Linked DNA regions of Sus scrofa: region 2 is linked to region 1. Evidence: chromatin contacts called from public Hi-C data. All regions are on one chromosome and are shown on one strand. Each heading gives the region's core, a stretch centred on a gene start, on an enhancer-like site or on the middle of the called end of the contact. The rest is flanking DNA. Distances are from core to core; before and after follow the strand shown.

Region 1 (5,443 bases), core at 2,907-5,406:
AAAGAGCCAGTCACAAAATGACAGATATTAGACAATTCCATTTGTATGAGGTTGCTAGAGTAGTCAGCTTCATACAAACAGGAATTAGAGTGGTGGCTGTTAGGGGCTGGGGGAGGGAGAATGGGAGTCACTGTTTCAGGGGTGCCGACTTTCAGTTTCCCAAGAAGATGAGAGCTCTGGAGACGGAGCGTAGTGGGGACTGCGTAACAAAAGGAAGGAACTCCATACCACTACACCATACTCAAAATGCTCAAGACGGCACAGTATATTTCCTGTGTATTTCAGCACAGTTTTTAAAAACTGGAAAAAGAAAGCAGTATATACGTGATCCAGCAATTCCACTTTGGGACACACATCCCCGAAGAATTGAAAGCAGGGACTCAAACAGGTATTTGCCCACCCGTGTTCATAGCAGCACTAAAAGATAGAAGCCACCAAGTGTCCATAGATGGATGAAGGGATAAACAAAATATGGTGTTTCATACAATGGGATATTATTCAGCCTTAAAAATGAAAGAAATCCTGACACATGCTACAACTCGGATGAACTGTGAGGATACTGTGCTAAGTGAAATAAGCCAGTCACAAGAAGACAAATACTATCTTATTCAACTTATATGAGGTACAGAGGCTAGTCCAATTCACAGAGACAGAAAGTAAAATGATGGTTGCCAGAGGCCGGGGAAGAAGAGAACCGGGAGTCGGTGTTGAACGGGTACAGAGTTTCAGTGATACTTGCATGATAATGTACGTGTGCTTAATGCCACAGAACTTTACACCTAAAAATGGTTAAAAGAATAAATTTTGTGTTATGTATATTTTAGCACGAGAGAAAAAGAAAACAAAGAAGCACTATGAAAGCTTTGGCAAAAAAAAAAAATATATATATATGTATATTTAAACATAGAAAAATGCTTAGGAGTATAAACTAAAAACTATTTCTGAGTGTTAGAATACAGGATCTGGAGTTCCCATCGTGGCGCAGCAGAAATAAACCTGACTAGGAACCATGATGTTGTGGGTTCGATCCCTGGCCTCGCTCAGTGGGTTAAGGATCGGGCGTTGCCGTGAGCTGTGGTGTAGGTCACAGACATGCTTCAGATCTGGCGTTGCTGTTGCTGTGGCTGTGGCGTAGGCCGGCGGCTACAGCTCCAATTAGACCCCTAGCCTGGGAACCTCCATGTTCTGTGGGTGTGGCCCTAAAAGGACAAAAGACAAAAGACAAAAAAAAAAGAATAGAAGATCTTTTTGTGTTTTTCTTTTCAGCACTGAACATGTTTTCTTTGAAGCATTTTTTTTTTTTTTTTTTTTTTTTTTTTTTTTTTTTTTGGGCTGCGCCCGTGTCATATGGAGGTTCCCAGGCTAGGGGTCCAATCAGAGCTATAGCCACCGGCCTACACCACAGCCACAGCAACACGGGATCCAAGCCACATCTGTGACCTACACCACATCTCACGGCAACACTGGATCCTTAACCCACTGAGCGAGGCCAGGGATTGAACCTGCATCCTCATGGATGCTAGTCAGTTTCTGCTGAGCCACTATGGGATCTCCTGAAGCAGTTTTTTTTGTTGTTTGTTTGTTTGTTTTTTTCAATTGAAAGAGGAAGGAGACAGCATTATAGGCACAAACGGACTGGTGGGCAGTGGTGGCGGGAAGGGTGCTCCCCCACCTTCTAGGTCTGCGTGTAGCGGTCTTGCCCTGTTCTGGGCAGGAGCCAGTTCAGGTATTGCTTGATGGAACACAGTGAATTTTAACCGTCTTCACACAGGGTTATGGAGCGGGGCAGGGCAATGAGTCTGCATGCTGTGCCCACTGACATGCCCATTGCCATGGCATTTCCTTGGCAGTGAAGTTGTGAGGCCAGTGGGCTCTGGTGGCTGCCGTGTCTTGGCTATTGTGAATAAGACTGCCAAGGGGAGTGCAGGTCTCTCTTCAAAATATTCTCTCATCTTCTTTGGGTATATTGAACTTCTTGAAACGCATACTGAATATTTAAATTGTGTAGGCTTGGAGTTCCCGTTGTGGTTCAGTGGTAACGAACCTGACTAGTATCCATGAGGACATGGGTTTGATCCCTGGTCTTGCTCAGCGGGTTAAGGATCCAGCGTTGCCATGAGCTGTGGTGTAGGTTGCAGGCGTACCTCGGATCTGGCGTTGCTGTGGCTGTGGTGTAGGCCGGCAGCTGCAGCTCCGATTTGACCCCAAGGCTGGGAATGTCCATATGCCACAGGTGTGGCCCTAAAAAGACAAAAAAAAAAAAAAAAAAAAAGTGTAGGCTTTATTTTCCCATCTGTTTCTGGAATGCTGTGGTCTTTGCCTGGACTTTCCAGAAGCCCCAGGAAGAGAATCAGCGGTAGAAATTGGTTTAATCAAACATGTTAAACTTCAGTATCTCTGCTGGATCCCTGTGAGCCTATCCCAGCTACATGGGAATATTTAAACAGGAAATTCTTTCAAATTGCATTTTTGTCTCGGGTTTTCATCATAAATATTTTCCAAGACTCCAGGTTTTCCTGTCTCATGGACCCAACTTCAGTACTGGAAATAAAAACTCAGTAAGATAATTATCACTATAATCTGACTTGATCATATATTTTTAGCCTTTATTGAAAATACCCAGTGAGAGCCTGCTGTATAGCAGTGGGAACTATATCTAGTCACTTGTGATGGAGCATGATAATGTGAGAAAAAGGAATGTGTCTGTGTGACTGGGTCACCTTGCTGTAAAGTAGAAAATTGACAGAACTCTGTAAACCAGCTACAATGGAAAAAAATAAAAACCATTATGAAAAAAACTTAAAAGATAAAAAAAAGAAAATATCTTAAGTGGATCATTGATCATTTTTAATGGAAAAAATAATTCTCTTGGCAAGTGACTTATGTCCATATATATCCTGTATTTGAATTTTATTTGTCAGTGTTTCTTATCTGGTCTTGAGCTACTCAAGAGCAGGGAATCCATTACATGCCCACATGGTAGGGCCTCACTTTTATGCTAATTAGTTAACCAATTACCTTATTTACAGACACCAGGAATACTACAAGCCCATGAAATGAATAATGCCTTTATGGCTACATTCTTTCTATTGCTTATTGCTGTGTTTCTTGCGCTGATGCGACACGCCAGGCATTGTTCTAGGTGCTGAGGATACAGCAGGAAACGAATACTACAAAATGAGGTCCCACCCACTCCCCACCAAAAACTAAACTAAACTAAACTAAAAAAGCCCTTTCAAAAGCTTACCCCAAGCTGGGGCCCATAGATGTGCATATGTTAAAAAAGAGAAAGGGAGGAAGGAAGGCGAAGCTCTCCTGCAGTAGAATAGGCACAGGTTAGGACTCAGAAGGCTTGGGTTTATTTTGTGCTTTCCAGCTGTGTGACCTTGAGGAAGTTACTTGCCCTCTCTCTGCCTCAATTTCCTCATCTGTAAAATAGGGATAATGAAAACGTGTGATGAAATTGTTGTGATAATTAAATTAAGACATGTAAAGGGCTGAGAATAATGCTGGGCACATGTTGAATACCCAATAAATATTAGCTATTTATTGTTGTTACTGGTATAAACAACTCTGAGTCGGTCACATAACATCTCAGCTTCCATTTCTTTCCCTGTGAAATAAGGGATAATGGTAACATCTCCCTCGTGGGTAGGGTTCAAGTGAGACGGACGAGGTGAAAGCACTTTATAAACTGGGGCTTATGCTAGGACCCCAAGCTCTTAGCGGGCAGCCATTCTGGGAACCCAGGGAGACGAGGGGTGATGAGGTGGAAGGCGGTGGAATCAGGAAAGCTGTGAGCAGAGCGAGAAGCCAGCCCTTCGTTCCAGCAGTTGTGGTCATGCAGATGTTTCTAATGAAGCCACAAATCCAGATTTTTATGTAAGCGCTCTCATTTTTAAATGTTGGCAATTAAGTTGGATTTTTGTAAAACACTTTGAAAGCCAATCAAAATAAGGATGCAGGTTGCCAGTGTGTGACCTGTTATAAACTTCTGTAGCTATTACTTAATAAGCCAAGGGGGAGAACTAGGAAAACAGCTGATGCAATAACTAAACTGAAAAGCCAAGAAAAGACTCACATTAATTGGGTGCTATGTCTCATACGCGTTACAGCACTGGATTCTCCCAGCAGCTCCCAGAGACAGGCATTAGCACCCTCCTGCCACAGAGGAGGAGACGAGGCCCAGAGATCCCGAAGGCCACACAGCTGGTGACAGGCCCGTAGGACTGAACGCCCCCTTCTCTGCAACTCCAAAATCCAATCTCTTTCCACTCTGAGGGTGTTGCAAGATGGCAACATGGTGTCACCTAAGCCCACAGGCCCATAAACTTAGGCAAATACCATGCAACGGGCATCATCAGTGGGCCCAGCATTCAGACTGGTTGCGCCGCCCTGCTCCACCCTGGGGAACCGACATAAAGACCCTTGACGTTAACCGTGTTCCATCAACTAAAGCCTGAACGAGTCCTTGCCCAGAAGAGGTTCTTGGGCAAAAGGGCCGCACACATGGCACGGTCCTAGAAGGTGCCTTCTGGATCTGCCATAGGCAGCCTGAAGAGAAAGGGGAGAAGGGATCAGAGTCTCCAGATCCAAAAGGGTCTCAGAAGCAGTCCCCAAAGCCATGTGCAAAAATGCAACAAGGTCTATATACTAAGACATCTCCTGTTAATCTTCCGAACTGTGAGTCTCTACACTGCCGTAGTGTAGACCAGGGGCTCCCATCGCCCTCCACCCAATGCTGGGTCTACCCCCCAGATGAAAGCTGGGCATTTGATGAGGGCACGGGTAAGTTTTAAAAGCTCCCCAGGTGATCCTCCAAGAATCACTGATCGAGTGTCTACTAAGGGAATTCAGCAGATCCTCTAATCATTCAACACCTATTTCTTGAGCACCTACTATGTGCCAGATACGAGCAAGGAGAATTGCTCCAGCCTCTGACTCTGCCTAGTCCATATTTCTGGCCCAGGAGGTCTCAAAATACGAGAAGGAGACAGAGGAGGAGAAGAGAAAATAGACTGCATTTTACAGATTCCATCTTCAAAACCACCCCATTGAGGTTGGGTTTCCATGAATGCCTGAGGAAACTGAGGCCCAGAAAGGCAAGGGACTTGTTTCTGTTCACATAACAAATAGGAAGCTGGTTTAGAATGCTCACCACAGTAGCAACAGTAGCAACTATGATTGAAGGTTTACTACAGGCCAGAAATTGCCAGGCTCTTCTAAGAATGGTCATGCTGAATATGAGATGGTGAAGTTGGTGTGGCCACGAGGCTTGACGGGAGGAAGTTTCTTGTGCTCACAGATCCCAGAGGGGGGCTCTGGGCAGTCGCAGGGGAAAGCACCCGTGTTGGTCAGGAAACAGGAAGGCGCAAGGGAAACGTCTAGGCCGGAGCCTTCACTGGGTTTCCTGCAGTGAAGACAGGACAAGGTAAACAGCTAG
Region 2 (6,003 bases), core at 314-2,813, 140 kb after region 1:
TCAGATTTAGGAGGAAACTTAAACTTCAACACCTTAACAGCTTTTTATTTGATCCAATTCAGGAAACAGAGGGGTGGGGAGGTCACAGTTTTTATCTCAAGGCTTTCACATAACAAATGGGATTTTTAAAAAAACCAATCTAGATGCACTACAACTAAACAGAAATCAGACAGGGACCCAAGAGTTACAAAGTGCTTTGGATATTCAAAGGGAGAAGCTACCTAAGATTGGTCTTAATAGGAAGACACAATTTTCACAACAGAATATTCCAGGCAGAGAAAGAAGACAGAAGAGACTCAAAAGCTTCTAAAACATGAGAATATAACGGATTCTGTTAAAAAAAAAAAAAAAGTGTGTCACATACCCTCTGTAGAACCAAAAGTGTGGAAAAAATGAAAAAATAATTACCAAGAATTCGGGGGGAAAAGGGAGCCAATCAGTGTTGCTAGCTACTGCAGGGTTAAAGACCAGAAAATAAAGGCCAGAGCACTTCATAATCAGATCACTGCTGGCCTCACCTGACCTCCGTGATGAGATAAGAAACTAAAGGCATTTCAAAATAGAAAAACAAAAGTGGTTCAATATAAAAGGTTCATCATGAAAGAGAATAATTAAGGTATTCTTAATCTTTATAATCAAAGTAGATTTCTAGAATACAGAAGACCTGAACACGTTTGCTGACAGAGGGAAAGGGGTCAATGAAAACGCAAAAACAGAAAGATTCAAAAGAGGGGTATACTTAACATGTGGAACAAAATTACAGAAAGTGGTTGGAAACAAAAGCATGCAAAGGAAAGGAAATGGGACTTTTTTTTTCCTCTGGGAAGGATGAGCACTTCTCTGAGAAGAGTAAGGAAGAGGAGGGATCCTGAAAGCCTTGGAAAAGAAAGTGGAGACTGGAGGAACACAGGCATTAGACAAGGGCAGGAAGAAAACCAACAAGAGACGAACAGGAAGGATTCTGGCAGCAGCGAGGGCTTCACTGGATTCAGAAACATCAATCTGCAGAGATGCAATCAGCATATTTGATGACTTTCTCCAAACAATCTCAGAGGCCATGGGGAGAAAGCAAATTGTGAGAAAGGAAACCAAAAAATGACTTGCCTAAATGAAAACTACTCAGGTTGGCAGGGCTGAGACAAGGACCCAGCCAGCTCCCGCGTCTAGTCCGCCACTCTTGCCTACGCTGCCTCCTTCATGAACAAAATTTTCCTAAGGCTGGTGACATTTAAAAGTTAACTGCCAGTTTTAAAGTGTTTAAGCCGTGCTACGACAGCCACGCAATGAGATACCTGTTCTTTGAGTACGAAGACAATAAAATTAGGACTTTTGGAAAACATGCACAACGCCATTAGTTGCGGAGAGTCAGAAGGATTCACTGCCATGCAAAACCAGAGTGCCACTTACCTGGCAGCTTCAGGAAAACCCATCCTGTACAGCGTGACAACCGCAGCTCCTCCAAGGCCCAAATTATGCTGCAGAGCAACCTTTGCACCAGGAACTTGCCTCTTCCCGGCTTCCCCTCTCAGCTGCCAGCAGAGTTCGGCGCACTGAGCCAGACCTAACAAATCGAACACAGAGCCGTCAGATCCCGTTGGTTTAGAAAGCGGCCCCAATCGGCTTTCTCAAGCCAGACGAGGGCTGCCAACTGTGGCTTTCAATTAAACCGTTTCATTCCGCCAAGACGAAATCTGCCTAGACAGGAACTTCTCCTACAAGCCTGGAGGGGTTTTGTAGTTAGTTACTTTTTCTTCCGCAGTAATCTCTGTATTTAGCCAATACTCAGGCTTAAGAAATTCCCTGTGCTCTTTAAATATATCCAACCTGGCATTTGGGGGGCAATGTTCAAAGCGAAAACGCTGAAGGTACAGTGCTCTGGCTCAGGCCGAATGGCCTAAAAATAATTTAATTCTTACCACTGTTAATGTATCAAAAGAAAACAATCTAGGATGTGGGAGTTGGCTTTCCCTAAAAATTTAGCTAGCACGAGGACTTTTCCTATTCTTCTCAAAGAATTCCTAGAAAGGATGAACTGAACTGTTTCCCAGATCTATTCACAGCTATTCACAAGAATAGCACTGGATTTAAAAAAAAAAAAAAAAAAAAGCATTTGTCCCCTGGATAATAAAAGCAGATTTTTAGAGCTGGAGAGAACTTAATAATGCTGAAACCGAGCCCCCCAAAACTGAAGTTACCTTACTGGGTTTATGATAAATTTCTCTATCCAAAACTTTATTCCCTTCCTTGTCTCCTGTGACCTCTATCCCTTTCTTGTCTCCTCATTCCTGTACTAACTGAATACTAATCAACCAGAGTCAGATGACTAAAACTGTTACTGTTGATAACATCCTACTATACAAAAATAGCTGTGTAGATATCATTAACCTTCAAATGCAGGTGGTTTTTCCAGGGCAAGATGAGCTCAGAGACCCCTGGAGCCATGGACCACCTGGCCAGAGACTCATAAACCACATTCTGACTCCCAAAATCAGATAAAGAAATGTCTCAGGACAATGATTAATTCCAGTTTCTTTGTTCTTTCTCTTTAAAACAGCCCTAACTCAAAGACCAAGAAGGAGTGAATCTGAAACTTGCCTCCGGCTCCCTTGCTTGGTGCCTTGCAAATAAACCCTTACTTTGCTGCAAACACCCACCATCCAAGTCTGGCACAGGAGCCCTTGCTTAGGTACAAAGTTAGCAGTGAGAAATGTAAGATTAAGTTATTTGTGAATGGTTACAAAGCAGGCTAATTCTAGAGTTGAGATTAAATACAAGCCTCCTAATTTACATTCTTTTTCTCTCTCACACTAGCTCTTCAAGGATAGCTAAGAACATTCTTTCAGGATAGACTGGTTTCAACATCCTGGAGGCAGAGCTACACAAGTCTGCCTACAATATCTGTTCTTCCACCCACATCCCCAACCATGAAACCTGATTCCCAAGTACCTGTGACAGCTTCCTATATAACCCCAACCTTCTCAAGAAATTTAACTGCCATTCCTCATTTCTAAGCAATATCTGTATATTTTTATAGAATATATAGTTAACACATTTTAAAAACAGGTAATTCCACATGACGTAATTTTTTTTTTTTTCTTTTTAGGGCCACATCCGAGGCACATGGAGGTTCCCAGGCTAGGGGTCAGATTGGAGCTGTAGCCACACCTATGCCACAGCCACGGCAATGCAGGATCCGAGCTGCATCTATGACCTACACCACAGCTCACGGCAACACCGGATCCTTAACCCACTGAGCGAGGCCAGGGATCAAACCTGTGTCCTCATGGATACTAGTCAGATTTGTTAACTGCTGAGCCATGACAGGAACTCCATGTAATGATTTTTTTTTTTTTTTTGTCTTTTGTCTTTTTAGGGCCCCTCCCACGGCATATGGAGGTTCCCAGGCTAGGGGTCTAATCAGAGCTGTAGCCACCAGCTTACTCCACAGCTCACAGCAATGCCAGATCCTTAACCCACTGAGTGAGGCCAGAGATTGAACCCGCAACCTCATGGTTCCTAGTCGGAACGTTTCCGCTGCACCACAATGGGAACTCCTCCATGTAATGATTTTTTGAATTGTGAACATTCAGAATATTAAGGTCAAAGTGAATAAATAATTCTACTAATATATCCAAACTCTGGGGCAATCAATTCTACTTGAAATCTGCCATCTAAAACATTTACAAATGCACAAAAAAAGGGCAAAAAAAAGTATTCACACTGGTCCTATACATACATGGGGGAAATAGGGCTACTTACCTCCCAAAAGAATAAATATACATAGTATACAAATATTTGGGAAAAAACACTCAACTTCCCCTTGATCAAATAGAAAGATACTGTTTTAACCAATCAAATTGGTCAGGATGTTTAAAAATGGAACGAATCAATGCTAGGGAGACTATGACAAGACAGCCACCTTTATACAGTACAGATGAAAGTTCAAACTAGTATAACCTTTTGGGAAAGCAATGTACAAAATCATTAAGAGCATTTAAATTGCCTTGAAAAGCTTTCTATAAAAATAATCAAACATAGGAAAAGTCTTATACACAAAGCTATGTGTCCATCACATTGTTAGAACAGGGAAAAACCAGATACTCTACAAGTGAAATAACTGGGGAATTTTTATATAAAGAATGATCTATTCATATGAAGCACTATATCTCTATTTTAAAGATGTTTACAAAAATGTTAACAATTTAGGAAAATGAATATGATATAATCTCAGTTTAAAAAATGCAAAGAACCAATTAGATATTCATCTACCCATCCATCCAACAATGTTTTTTTTTTTTAGGGGCGCACTCATGGCATATGGAGGTTCCCGGGCTAGGAGTCAAATCAGAGCTATAGCCGCCAGCCTGTGCCACAGCCATAGCAACACGGGATCCAATGACGGCAACTGCCGGATCCTTAACCCACTGAGCAGGCCAGGGATTGAACCTGGGTCCTCATGGATACTAGTCAGATTCGTTTCCACTGAACTCCCATCCAACACATATTTACTGACTGCCTATCATGTGTTGACACTGCTCAAGACTCAGAAGATCTAATAAACAAGATAGGCATTGAAAGGAACCCTGCCTGCCTAAGGAATAGAAAATTAAGTGAAGGAGGCTAGAGAGTGCTCAAGACGGGGCTACTGAGAGTGAGAGGGGGAGGTGGGAGGGAGGCAGGGAGAGAGAGAACATGAATTATTGGCAGCACTGGATTGTGCAATAACTCAATCACACCATAGCCCGGATACTGTAGGAGTTGTGCTAACGCTGCATTAAATCGCTCCTCGTGATCTGCTCAACTCCTGTGTTGCAAAAAAGGAAGAAGGGAGGAAGGGAAAAAAGATCCATGTTAACCTGTTTATTTGCTTTTAACCAAAGATGAGTGTCGGTGAGAAAACATACTGATGACATGTGGTTCCTGGTGGTCTGCTTTCAGAATAAACTGGCATTTCCTATATTTCTAGAAGCGAGACCTGTGAAGTGTAGAAAGTAGCAGCCAGTAATGAAAACATAAACTACATGAGCAACATTTAAAAATTCCTTCCTTCCTTGGGGATAACGTCTGGTATTGAATGGAAAACCATACTTTTCCTTTCCTTGGAAAAAAAGTAAATTATCAAATATGATACATTTATACATTTATAAATTGTAGATGGGCATCCTGTCCAAGGGCTATATTCAAACAATGATGTCCTTCTTAAAGTCTCTTGTGAAGGGAAAAAATTTAACCTTCTTACTTAATATTACTACCATCTTTTTTTTTTTTTCCTTTTGTCTTTTTAGGGCTGTACCCACGGCATATGGAGGTTCCCAGGCTAGAGGTCTATTTGGAGCTGTTGCTGCCAGCCTACGCCAGAGCCACAGCAATACCAAATCCGAGCCATGTCTGCGACCTACACCACAGCTCACGGCAATGCCAGATCCTTAACCCACTGAGCAAGGCCAGGGATTGAACCCGCAACCTCATGGTTCCTAGTCGGATTCGTTAACCACTGCGCCACGACGGGAACTCCTGTTGTAAAGTTCTTTTATTTTTAGTGAAATGGTATGATATCACTTGAAGCTAGACTATGATAATGAAGATAAAATGAAATAATAAATAATAAACCAAAAGTCAGCCAGGAAAAAAAAAAAAAAAGGGAAATGGGGAGCTGTGGTGCAGCCGGTTAAGGGTCCAGCATTGTCCCTGCAGCAGCGGAGGTTCCATCCCCAACTCTGCACAGATCCGGCCTTGCCCCAGGTGTGGTACCGGTTGCAGCTGTAGCTCGGATCTGATCCCTGGCCAGGGAACTTCCATATGTGTGGCCAAAAAAGAGAGAGGGGGAGAGAAATGCCAACAAAGAACAGTTGGGACAAAGAGAACACAAACAGCCATACTAACAATCTCATCCAATGTAAACAGTCGAAACGCCCTAATTAAAGACAGAGATTGTCGGGGGGTGGGGGGCAAGCTCCAACCAAGCGCTGCCAACGTACTTCACATATAAAGTCACAAACTGGG

The links. A called contact is a pair of places that touch in the nucleus more often than the background predicts.
Region 2: a Hi-C map of liver shows a contact between it and region 1, with 1.7 times the contacts expected there. The contact joins two enhancer-like sites. A contact is called at or near these places in 3 of 47 Hi-C or Micro-C datasets (liver and skeletal muscle).

Annotation. Positions count from the first base shown.
Region 1 is chr6:159,080,720-159,086,162 of Sscrofa11.1, forward strand. No RefSeq gene overlaps it. Among named protein-coding and RNA genes, the nearest start is that of CPT2, 22 kb to the left of the region's middle. Within about 2 kb of position 4,157, at least 7 of the 83 cell types and tissues checked have an H3K27ac peak or open chromatin away from gene starts, as enhancers often do. A contact at or near this core is called in liver, where this site is marked.
Region 2 is chr6:159,222,923-159,228,925 of Sscrofa11.1, forward strand. It overlaps SCP2 (sterol carrier protein 2), which reads right to left. Exons shown (of 22, transcript NM_001168415.1): 17 at 1,408-1,561. Among named protein-coding and RNA genes, the nearest start is that of PODN, 46 kb to the left of the region's middle. Within about 2 kb of position 1,564, at least 50 of the 83 cell types and tissues checked have an H3K27ac peak or open chromatin away from gene starts, as enhancers often do. A contact at or near this core is called in liver, where this site is marked.